2 separate regions of the Mus musculus genome follow, and region 2 is linked to region 1. Evidence: chromatin contacts called from public promoter capture Hi-C data. All regions are on one chromosome and are shown on one strand. Each heading gives the region's core, a stretch centred on a gene start, on an enhancer-like site or on the middle of the called end of the contact. The rest is flanking DNA. Distances are from core to core; before and after follow the strand shown.

Region 1 (5,242 bases), core at 1,576-4,075:
TCTTCTAATCTCTCCCCAGGTATTCTTACCTGACCTTAACTTTTTCTCGGGTTCAAGACCCTTGGAAAGGCCTGTATACTTATTTTGTGTACCATATTTCCTCTTTGCTCCTACTCTCTCTCCCGCTTTACTTCTGATAGATTGCCCTGAATTTCATCCAGAATTTTTAGCCCTGCCTTAACCACTTGATAACATGTGAAAAGGAACAAAAAGGCTCCTAACACTAGAAAAAGTTCAAGGCCAAACATACCTTGTAAAGCTATTTCCTACTTTACTTCTGATAGACTGTCTTGAATTTCGTTAGAAAGTTCAAGACCAGACTTACCTTGTAAAGCTATTTCCCACTTTACTTCTGATAGACTGTCTTGAATTTCGTTAGAAAGTTCAAGACCAGACTTACCTTGTAAAGCTATACTTACGGGTACCCTGTTCCCCAGCTGAAGAGTTCTGAATTCACGCAGTTGAATCCTTCTCAACAGTCTGTTTTACGGGAACCTTTATGACCGTGACCCGCAGTTCTGGTTCCGGAATGAGGGATCTTCCTTGCGCCAGTGATGGTTAATTCCCGTCCCGAGTTTTTTTGTTCCGGGTTTTTTCTTCCCGGATTTTCTCGTCCCGGGTTTCGGCACCAACTCTTACACGCGTTCTCACGACCGGCCAGGAAAGACACAACAAACCAGAATCTTCTGCGGCAAAACTTTATTGCTTACATCTTCAGGAGCAAGAGTGCAAAACTCAAACCCAAAAACGAAAGCGAAACCCCGTCCCTATTTAGGAGAGTTATCCTTCGCCTAGGACGTATCACTCCCTGATTGGCTGCAGCCCATGGCCGAGTTGTTGCCACGGGGAAGGCAGAGTACATGGGGTGGAGAAATACCCTTGGCACATGCGCAGATTATTTGTTTACCACTTAGAACACAGCTGTCAGCGCCATCTTGTGACGGCGAATGTGGGGGCGGCTTCCCACAGTGAGGGTCTCAGTTCAGCTCTGAGAACCCACACAAAAGCCAGGCTCTGCGGACCTGATGCTGTGGTTGGGAAGACAGGAAGTAGTGCAGCAGCCATTGCATTAGGCCCTGGAGCTACAATCCACGATGAGCCACGGTCATTGTCTTCTCGAGGTGGACATGTCTGTGGAGATCGTACCTCCAGTAATCCATGGTATTAATTGTATGTCACATGATCGACAATAGTGGCAAGAATGGGCACATTTTTCTATTCTCTTTTTTTTTTCTTGGTTTTTCGGGACAGGGTTTCTCTGTGTAGCCCTGGCTGTCCTGGAACTCACTCTGTAGACCAGGCTGGCCTCAAACTCAGAAATCTGCCTGCCTCTGCCTCTCAAGTGCTGGGATTAAAGGCGTGTGTCACCACACCCGGCATCCTTTTTCTATTCTTAAAACACAGTATTTTTTTCATTTTCTCCCTTTTACCCCCTCCCCTAACTGTCTGAAAAAGGTATCAGGCGAGGCCAAGCAGAAGAGGCAGTGGTCCAGCAGGGCCACGAGCTATGGCAAGACTAACATCCTAGTTAGTTTTATCCGTTAGCTTTAAGTAGTTAGCTCTGACACACCCTAGAGTCAGCTGAGAGGAACTCTCACCCAAGGACCTGGAGGATTGCTCTGTATTGGACTGACCTAGGGGCATGTCTGTAGGGTATGATCTTAATTGTTAGTTGAAGTTGGAGAGCCCACTGTTTGAGACACCATTCCCCTGGCACGTGGTAGTCCTGCACTGTATTATAAAAACCAAGCTGATGGGGCCAGGAGATGACTCAGTGGTCAAGAGCACCGGCTGTTCTTCCAGATGACCCAAGTTCAATTCCAGGCACCCACACAGTGGCTCACAACCATGTGTAGCTCCAGTTCCAGGGGACTGACAACTTCCTCTGACCTCCTAGGGTGCCATTCACAGACATACACACAGACAATCACATCAAAGTGATCCAAAGCCATACCACAGGAAACAGCGTGGGTCACCAGAGTCAGTGCCGTGAAATGACTGGTTAACGTGTTAACGTGTTAGCTGATAATGCATAAGCTGACTAGCCAGCATCAGACGGACTGAAGGCACTCTACAGCTCTGGCTGGAACTGCTTACAATGTCAGCATCTATCCCGAAGTCTAAAATAGAAGCAGAAGTCAGGAATGTTCCAAATGAGGAAGACGTTGAGACTCATGGGAAGCAGAAAAAATGTGTGATCCTGGCTTGAATCCTCTGCTTATAAAAAGCTGCCGATTCCACCGGAAAATCTTAAGTGGACTTGGCTGGAAGAAGGATGTAGGGCAATTCTTTGTAACTATTCTTGTAACTTTTCCACAGGAAACTATTTGAAAAAAAATTAAGTAGTATGATTGCTGTGGCAATACAGCTTATTTGAGCTACTGGTGTGGCTGAGAGAATAACAGGGTGCTGTTGGGTGGGAGATGGGTTGGGGATAACAAACAGGTGGCTCTGAGCAAGAAAGCGTGTTTGTCAGAGGGAAGGAGGATTCATGGTTTGAGCTTCCCTCGTTTGAGCTGTGAGTTTCTTCTTCCCAGCCATGTTGGCCCAAGCACCTTACCTCGAAACTCTCTGTTGCCCTCCCTGCTAGCACTGTCTGTCTACCAGATGCCCCCTGAAAGCACTGTCTACCAGAGGATCCTGAAGATACTGGGAAGCCGAAAGAAGGCTCCTTCAGACACTTAGGAGATATCAGTGCAGTGACATCATATGGCCAGCAGATGGCAGCAGGCAATTCTGGGAAAGAAGAGCCTACTGGAGCAGGGAGGGAGGGCTGGTGAGGCCAGGGCCTGGCTGGCTCCAGCTGTTGGCTCTCTGTGAATTACAGCCTCCTGCCAGGCAACAGAGCCTCCTACAACCCAACCTTGCTCTCTGGAAATAATGGGGGAAAGAGAAGGAGGGCTGAGAGAAAAGTCTTCATTGTGTTTTTGAAGAAAGATGCTTTTATTTCTTCCAATAATGCAGGAGAGAAAAGGAGAAGCCATCATTTCGCAGAACTTGAATGAAATGCCTCAGAGTCCTGGGAGTTAATAGAAAGAGTTGGATTCACTGGTGAGAGGGCGGGACACACCCTCAGTACTCAGGACAAAGGAAGAATACAGACTCAGTTCACTTGTAGTGTGGAGGCAGGGGCTTGAGAATCAGATGAGCCAATCTGTGCATTACAGGGTGTGGTTAAGTATTCGAAAAATCGCTGCAATTGTTGCTACTTATTGGACACTTATTGAGGGCCAGCAAATAACACCCGGCACCAACCCAAGTGTTCGGTGTGTGCTCTATCATGAAATCTCTTCCAGAGTTATGTGTGTGTATGTATTTTGCATATTTCACATTTAAAATTTCAGGCTTAGAGATTGTAACTCATTAATATAAGTTTGTGAGGGTGTTTTACTGTGTGCCTACTGGGGACATACTGACAAGACCAGGGTTGAGGACAAACATGATCCTTCTCTTTTTGTAACTTACTGTCTAGCTGTGAATCCTAGGGTTGAGAACAGAGCCAGGACTTGATTTCAGGTTGGTCAGATACAAACGACTTCTGCTGCCGTTCTAATAACAATAATCGCAATAAAGCTGCACCATTGCTTGCTGTTTAGCACCCCGCTTCCTCCGAGCAGGCCTTTATTAAACCTCTCATTTGTAAAGTAGAAGTTAAAAACACCTAGTTTATAGTTGTCTGGAGAATAAATAAGATAATTCTAATTAAATGCTTACTGTAGTCTGGCATCAAAACTCATCAATAACAGGTCATTGTCATTACTAGGACTGCCTTGGGGTCTGAGATCACACACACACACACAAGTCTCATTAACACATCCTGAGAACTGTCCAAGATTAGACTGTGTCCAGCCTTGAGGTGGAGGAGAGGTTTCATCCCGGAGATGCTAGTTGCTGTTGTTGTTGTTTTGCCTTTGGGAGGGTCACTCCATCATTCTCTCTCCATGTGTCCTGGATGTGGCTGGCCCCAACCCCACCAGGGCTAGACAGATAACTCAGAGCAAGCCGTGTGGGATAATTCCTCCTCCCTGTTGATCATCAATCGAAGGATGAGTATCTCATCCAAATAGCCAATGAGAGTCACTTCAAGGGCTTTTCAAAGAGTTACCAGAAAAGAAATGATCTTTCAACTGAGGCTATTTGCAGGAAGGAATATCAGAACTGAAAGAAGCTGAGAGCAAGGTCACCCGGGAGAAAGACTGTATGTAGTCAATGGATGGCTTGAGAATCCTGATGACATCATCCGAGCCCTGGAGCCAGGGGCTGGCAAGCTTTTACTGGAAAAGGCAGGATCATAAATATATCAGATCATTCCTGCGAGGACCCAACGCATTATGGCTTGAGAGCGGCCTTAGACACTGTGTAAAGAAGTTACGTGGCTTCGTGCCACTAAAACTATTTACAGGAGCACTTGATGGGGCCCGGAGAGATGGCTCAGGGCGGAATGCTTTTCCATAGGGCCTGGGTTCAGTTCCCAGAACCCACATCAGGAAGTTGATAATCCCATATCCAAGGAATACTGCACCCTTTCTGGCCTCTGCAGGTACCCACATACATGTGGGAGACACACATTCATAAGTAAAAATAAAAATTAATCTTATAAAAAAGTCAGGCAATGGGCTAATGATCTCTCTTCTCTGAGGCTGTATGGAAAGCCAGACACCACTGGACTCTTCAGTTAGGGCTGCTGCTCACTTCCTTTCCGGATTAGGCCAGTTTGAGATTTATATCACAACATTGGAAAGGGCTCTGATACAAGCTTCAATTTGATAAAATATGACCTTAATTAATCTGGCATGTTACAGATTACCTAATGGTAAAGAGACTAATTTATCACTCCTATCACCAAGTGGAAACTTTCGGGGCAGCCATTCTTGCTCTAAGTCTATTCTGCAGTGGCTCGTGTTTGAGGGCGCGTGATCCTGCCAAGGAAGTTGAAACATAACTGCCACTAAATCTCCCCAGAGAAGCAGAGCAGGCGTGGGGTAGGGTGCACCTGCAAAGTCTTGAGCAGGCCGTCCAACAAGGGACTACAGTAAATCACCACAGATGAAAGGATCCCAGAAGCTGTCACTGGGCAGAATCTTCTCCAGTGATTATAAAATGAGGGGCTGGGGGTGGGGGTGTTCTGACAGGGGAAGGTCGGGATCTGTGGAAGAGACGGGGCCCAAATGTTCCCGTCCGTGGGATTTATCACCCTTCTTAGGAAATGACTTTGCTGTATGGAAGATTTTGTGTTCTTTGG
Region 2 (5,242 bases), core at 1,246-3,745, 88 kb before region 1:
TTAGGGCTACTCTCTCTGGTAGAATGTGAGTGCGTTCTCTCTCTCTCTCTCTCTCTCTTTCTCTCTCTCTCTCTCTCTCTCTCTCTCTCCCTCTCTCTCTCCCCCTCCCTCTCTCTCTCTCTCTTTCCCCTCCCCCTCCTCCTACCTCCCTCCCTCTCCCTCTCCCTCTCCCTCCCTCTCTTTCCAAGGAGAAAGGGTCCCTTTGGCTGGGAGGTCACAGCAGCAGCCCCTAGGAGAGATGAGTCACTGCCTCTGCCGTAGAAGCAGGGATGAGCCTGCTTTCAAAGTGTTCCTTTAAAGGTTGCAGTCCCTGCCCAGAGAAAAGTCCCACCCACAGTGTGTCTCCTACCTAAATTACACCCCATCTCCAGACATGGCCAGAGGCCTCTCCCAGGCAGTTCTGGATTCCGTCCTGTTGACAGTTAATACTACCCATCACTCTTGGCATATGATAACAACAATGAGTGAATTTTAAATGTCTTTCCTGATTTGAGCTATAGGGTTTCCTTTGAGCCATGAGACAGTCTAGTAAGTTCAAAAAGGTAGAAAGAAACCCTTGTTCTGGACCAACAAAAACAAAAAACACAGGTCCATGGGTGCTGATTGCCCATAAACACAAGCCTAGTGAATGGGGCTACTGAGAGTTAGACTGTGACCCCGTTTTCCAACACCGCCAGACCCCCTGGCACCTCAGTATGAACTTTTCTCAAGGTGTAAGTCTTGGGGAATTTGAGGTGTATACAGATGTAGGAACAGGACAGACTGCGACTTGATCTACCCAGTAAAAGACTGTGCTTGTACTGGGCTACATCCCCAGGCCAGCTTTGTGTCTCCATGTACCCGTCCTCTTTAATCTCATCGGCAGAGATTATAGTTAGCATATGATAGGATAGGCGCTTAGTTCATCTCTGTCCTTTTCATTTATATAATTTACCTTAAATTACTTTTAAATAAGTGTACCTTTCAAATAATGTTTGGTTCTGCTGACATAAACAGGCTGACGGTGCACTTTTTTAAGCCGATCAAGCAGGTAAATTATATTAATTTTCTGATATTATTAAACTATTAAAAAGATACAATTTTTTTTGTTTCTTTGAAGGAAATGCCCTTATTAAATGTGGAGAAACACAGAAGCGAATTGGAACAGCTGACCGAGAGCTGATTCAAACATCAGCCTTAAATTTCCTCACTCCTTTAAGAAACTTTATAGAAGGGGATTACAAAACAATCGCAGTAAGTAGGAAAATGATCCATTTGTCGCAAGATTTAGACTTCTGCTTTGTCTTTGATGAATAATCCACCCTCTTAGTTATGGTAAATGTTACAGATTCAAATGCTTAAATATTCTAAATAGGTGCACACTCACCAGAATACAAACTAAACTTCAAGAAAAAGCTTTTCGTAACATAATCCCCAGTCTTTAGCCCTACCTTTAAATCTGTGGAGAAATTCCTGGAATAACTATGAAAATAAAATATTGCTATAGTATACTTGCATGTTAATTTAAACTAACTAGAAACCTAAATATCGTAAATTGTATTTCTGTTCCATACTTTAGCTATATATTCCAAGAAGTGTATTGTTTTTGAAATGCTATTCATTGCTGAAGCATAAACGTTTATGTTGTCACTTTCTTTATAAACTTAGTCTGTTCGTCCAGAAAGCTTGTCTCATCACTGACAGAGAATAGAAGCTCTTGGTCACTGTTTCTTCCTAAGACTTTCTCAGTGCTACCCATTGTTATACATATAACCCTATCTATATTGCATACTACAGTTATCCTAGGACATTTCAGTATATTTACCGTGTTTTACTTCTGTGAACATCAGTAGTCTGGGCTTTACTTAAATTGAAATTACTAAAAAAAAATACTAGCTTAAGCTCAGAATATGGCTCAGTGTTTGCCTAGCATGATAAAATTGGGTTCAGTCCCTCCATTAAAAATAATAATATGTCAGTAGGATGAAATCTGATACATGGAATATAAAAATGAAGAAAAAGGACTCTATTACAGTTATTATAAAGTATTGTGTAGAAACTTGAATTGCTATTAACAACAATATACTGTTTATATATTATTCGGTCTGTAAATTTTAAATTCTGTTTTGTAGTAGTTGAGTTACATTTAGTGGTGTGACATATTAAGAACAACTGGCCCAATGTATAGATGGCCTTACAGATTTTAGTGTTCTTGGCTTTACTTTATTCTTTTTGATTATTTATAGAAAGAAAGGAAACTATTACAGAATAAGAGACTGGATTTGGATGCTGCAAAAACAAGACTAAAAAAGGCAAAAGCTGCAGAAACTAAAAGTTCAGTAAGTAGTGTCTGTTTATTTGTGTCTAATAGACAACCATTTCAGCTCAGGAACTTCAAAGATTGTGAAGTATTTTACTGGTACACCATGCAAAATGCAGATTACAGAACAGTGTGGCAAGCAGGCCATATTTCTATTATGAAACACATTGGTCAGAACTAAACACATCCAAGCCAATACAAAAGAGTCATCAAGAGGCATTAATCACCACCATGGGGGGAGGTGTCTCCTAAGGCTACCTTTGTACTCTATTCTTAGTGTGCATGACTAATATGCTTTTTTAAAAAAGGAGATAGATATAATAGGAATGGGAAAAGATTTTAATTAAGGTGAAAATGAATCAATTTTGAAAATATTTGCCTATGGCTTAAAAAGTAAATAAATTTTGTTTCCATGTGTAACTCAAAGGAATTGTCAAAAAGAATAGTTCCATAATCAGCTCCCAAACGCTGACACCATTGCATACACTAGCAAGCGTTTGCTGAAAGGACCCTGATATAGCTGTCTCTTGTGAGACGATGCCGGGGCCCAGCAAACACAGAAGTGGATGCTCACAGTCGGCTATTGGATGGGTCACACGGCCCCCAATGGAGGAGTTAGAGAAAATACCCAAGGAGCTAAAGAGATTTGCAACCCTATAGGTGGAACAACAATATGAACTAACCAGTACCCCCCGGAGCTCCTGTCTCTAGCTGCATATGTATCAAAAGATGGCCTAGACGGCCATCAGTGGAAAGAGAGGCCCATTGGTCGTGCAAACTTTATCTGCCTCAGTACAGGGGAACGCCAGGGCCAAGAAGTTGGAGTGGGTGGGTAGGGGAGTGGGTGGGGGAGCGTGTGTGGGACTTTTGGGATAGCATTGGAAATATAAATGAAATAAATACCTAATAAAAAAAAGAAATTTAAAAAAAAAAAGAATAGTTCCAAAAAGGTTGAATAGTGTTAGCATGGTCTCCCAGGTGGCTCTATGTGGAGAAATAAGTTTGGATGTATTTTTAGAAAGCCAGCTTTAAAAATAGGGGTTTTTAATTGTATATTAAATATGATAGTTCAGTGCTTTTAGCTATAACTTTTATTGATATACTCTATTCTAACATGTACATTATTTATATCAGGACGTAACAGTTTGAAAAATAGTATAATATAAACAAATGTGAGTTTGTTAGAAGAAGCTAACATTTTAACTTGAGCATAGGGATGTGTGTGGTTACGAGGCGTGATATCAGGACTAGCCACCACAAGCACAGCCGCTGTATAGAAAGCATATAACCTCACTGCCAGGGAAGTCCTGCAGTCGCCTTTGGAGAAAGAAAGGTTGAAATGTATACTTTGTATTAGCGAGTGCTGGGCAGGGCTAGCTCTGAGACAACAGCAATTCACTTTCATTTTCACTTCTCAGTTTATTACAACGTCATCACCACAGTGTGATTTCCATTAAACAAGCCATCTGTAAAATTAATATTTTACAAATGAATGCAGGAGACTCCAAGAGACCCTACATTAGTTTATTGGTTTCTAGTTGTTATGACAGATAAGTTAGCATGGACTGACTTTTGAGATTCTAACTTTATAATTAGGAAAATCTTAACAAGAATCATTATTCCCTTAATAAGGGGAGTAGGAAAAAACCTGATAACTGTGGCATAAGACTAGTAGTGCCAGGCTGCAGTGGGAACATTTACTTAACAAGCACGAGGCTGGTCTGCTTTTAACATAGCCAAGTGCCAGGAAGCCCAGATCTCAGGGTGACTGTCCTCTGCTTATGCTACAGTGCTGTAGCACTGCTCTTAGCATAGGAGCTAAGTATAATAGACACCTTCTGAAAAAAACAAAATAGTTCTGGGAGAGTTGTTGGCAGTTACTACAGCCATGAAAATTCGTGTTCAGAATTACAAGATGATACAGGTGGTATAGCCCAGCAATTTGATTTATTTTAATGTTTCTAGAAATATGGCATTACATAAAAATTTATCGATAGCCAAATCATGAAAATATTAGTCGGGACAAAAATTCTGGGTCTTTTTCCCTAGTTAACTCATTCTTCTTCAGTCATTGCCATAAATTTGAATCCCACTAGGTAGGAAAAGTGCTCTTGGTTGATTCCTGCACGTAGCCGTGAGACATACTGCTGCATTTGGTGAAATCGGCTCTCTCCCTGCTCTTTCGGTAAATGAAAGAGGAGAAGCCGCTGCGACTTTAGTTTTGCCTTTTGTTTTTGTTTTTGTTTTCTGCTATAGTTGTTGATTTTTAGCTGGCAAGTAAAGAGGGTACTTGTTAGCCTAGATATTGTTTAGTTTCACTGCTTTCTTAAAACATGAGTTATTTTGTGACTCCCACTGCTGGACTAGGGAGGTTCATCACCACTTTCTAAAATATTTTAGTTACTGTTTTCCTGGTTTTGCTTTTTAAATTCTGTTTGTATTGAATGCTAATTTTGTTAAATGTTCCTACTTTAATTAATACTACAAAATTTCTGCTACCCTCAATTCACAAATTAGTAGATTAGCCTTAGCTATATTATTAAAAAACAAAAACAAAAACAAAAAAGCCAGATGTAATCTACCTGTCTCCAGCATTGAGTAACTTCTGTTTAGGTTTGTGTACTGAAAAATGATAAAACGATACCAGAAGCATTTCTCAAAAATGTCCCAGCATAGTGAGACTAAAAAAGTCTCACAGTGAATATGAAAAAAACTATTGATACAGTAAGACTCTACTGAGAGCGTGCGTGGTCAGCCATAGAATACTTGCCCTGATTATGTTCCCAGCACCACTAAATAAATAAATAATAATGAAATAAAGAAAAGCAGACATAGGTAGGCCTGTGATCCTAGCACTTGAGAGAGTACCCCAGCTGCCTTCTGAACTTGAGGCCAGTGTGGGGTGAGTGAGAACTGCTTAAAAACAAAACAAAAATGCCAATA

What was found. Capture Hi-C pulls out chosen DNA fragments and counts their contacts.
Region 2: a contact with region 1 is called in a promoter capture Hi-C map of adipose tissue. The contact joins two enhancer-like sites. A contact is called at or near these places in 15 of 39 promoter capture datasets (the 3T3-L1 cell line, 3T3-L1-derived adipocytes, the C10 cell line and 8 more), 1 of 15 datasets of contacts at CTCF or cohesin (the G1E-ER4 cell line), 12 of 484 Hi-C or Micro-C datasets (the G1E-ER4 cell line, the N1E-115 cell line, Th1 cells and 6 more), 11 of 115 datasets of contacts at active chromatin or transcription factors (the 230-238 cell line, CD8 T cells, embryonic stem cells and 6 more) and 2 of 9 other capture datasets (adipose tissue and liver).

Annotation. Positions count from the first base shown.
Region 1 is chr3:144,614,709-144,619,950 of GRCm38.p6, reverse strand. No RefSeq gene overlaps it. Among named protein-coding and RNA genes, the nearest start is that of Selenof, 47 kb to the right of the region's middle. Within about 2 kb of position 2,825, at least 67 of the 459 cell types and tissues checked have an H3K27ac peak or open chromatin away from gene starts, as enhancers often do. A contact at or near this core is called in CD8 T cells, adipose tissue and memory CD8 T cells, where this site is marked.
Region 2 is chr3:144,702,589-144,707,830 of GRCm38.p6, reverse strand. It overlaps Sh3glb1 (SH3-domain GRB2-like B1 (endophilin)), which reads left to right. Exons shown (of 9, transcript NM_019464.3): 4 at 1,100-1,233; 5 at 2,226-2,318. Among named protein-coding and RNA genes, the nearest start is that of Sh3glb1, 15 kb to the left of the region's middle. Within about 2 kb of position 2,495, at least 81 of the 459 cell types and tissues checked have an H3K27ac peak or open chromatin away from gene starts, as enhancers often do. A contact at or near this core is called in CD8 T cells, adipose tissue and memory CD8 T cells, where this site is marked.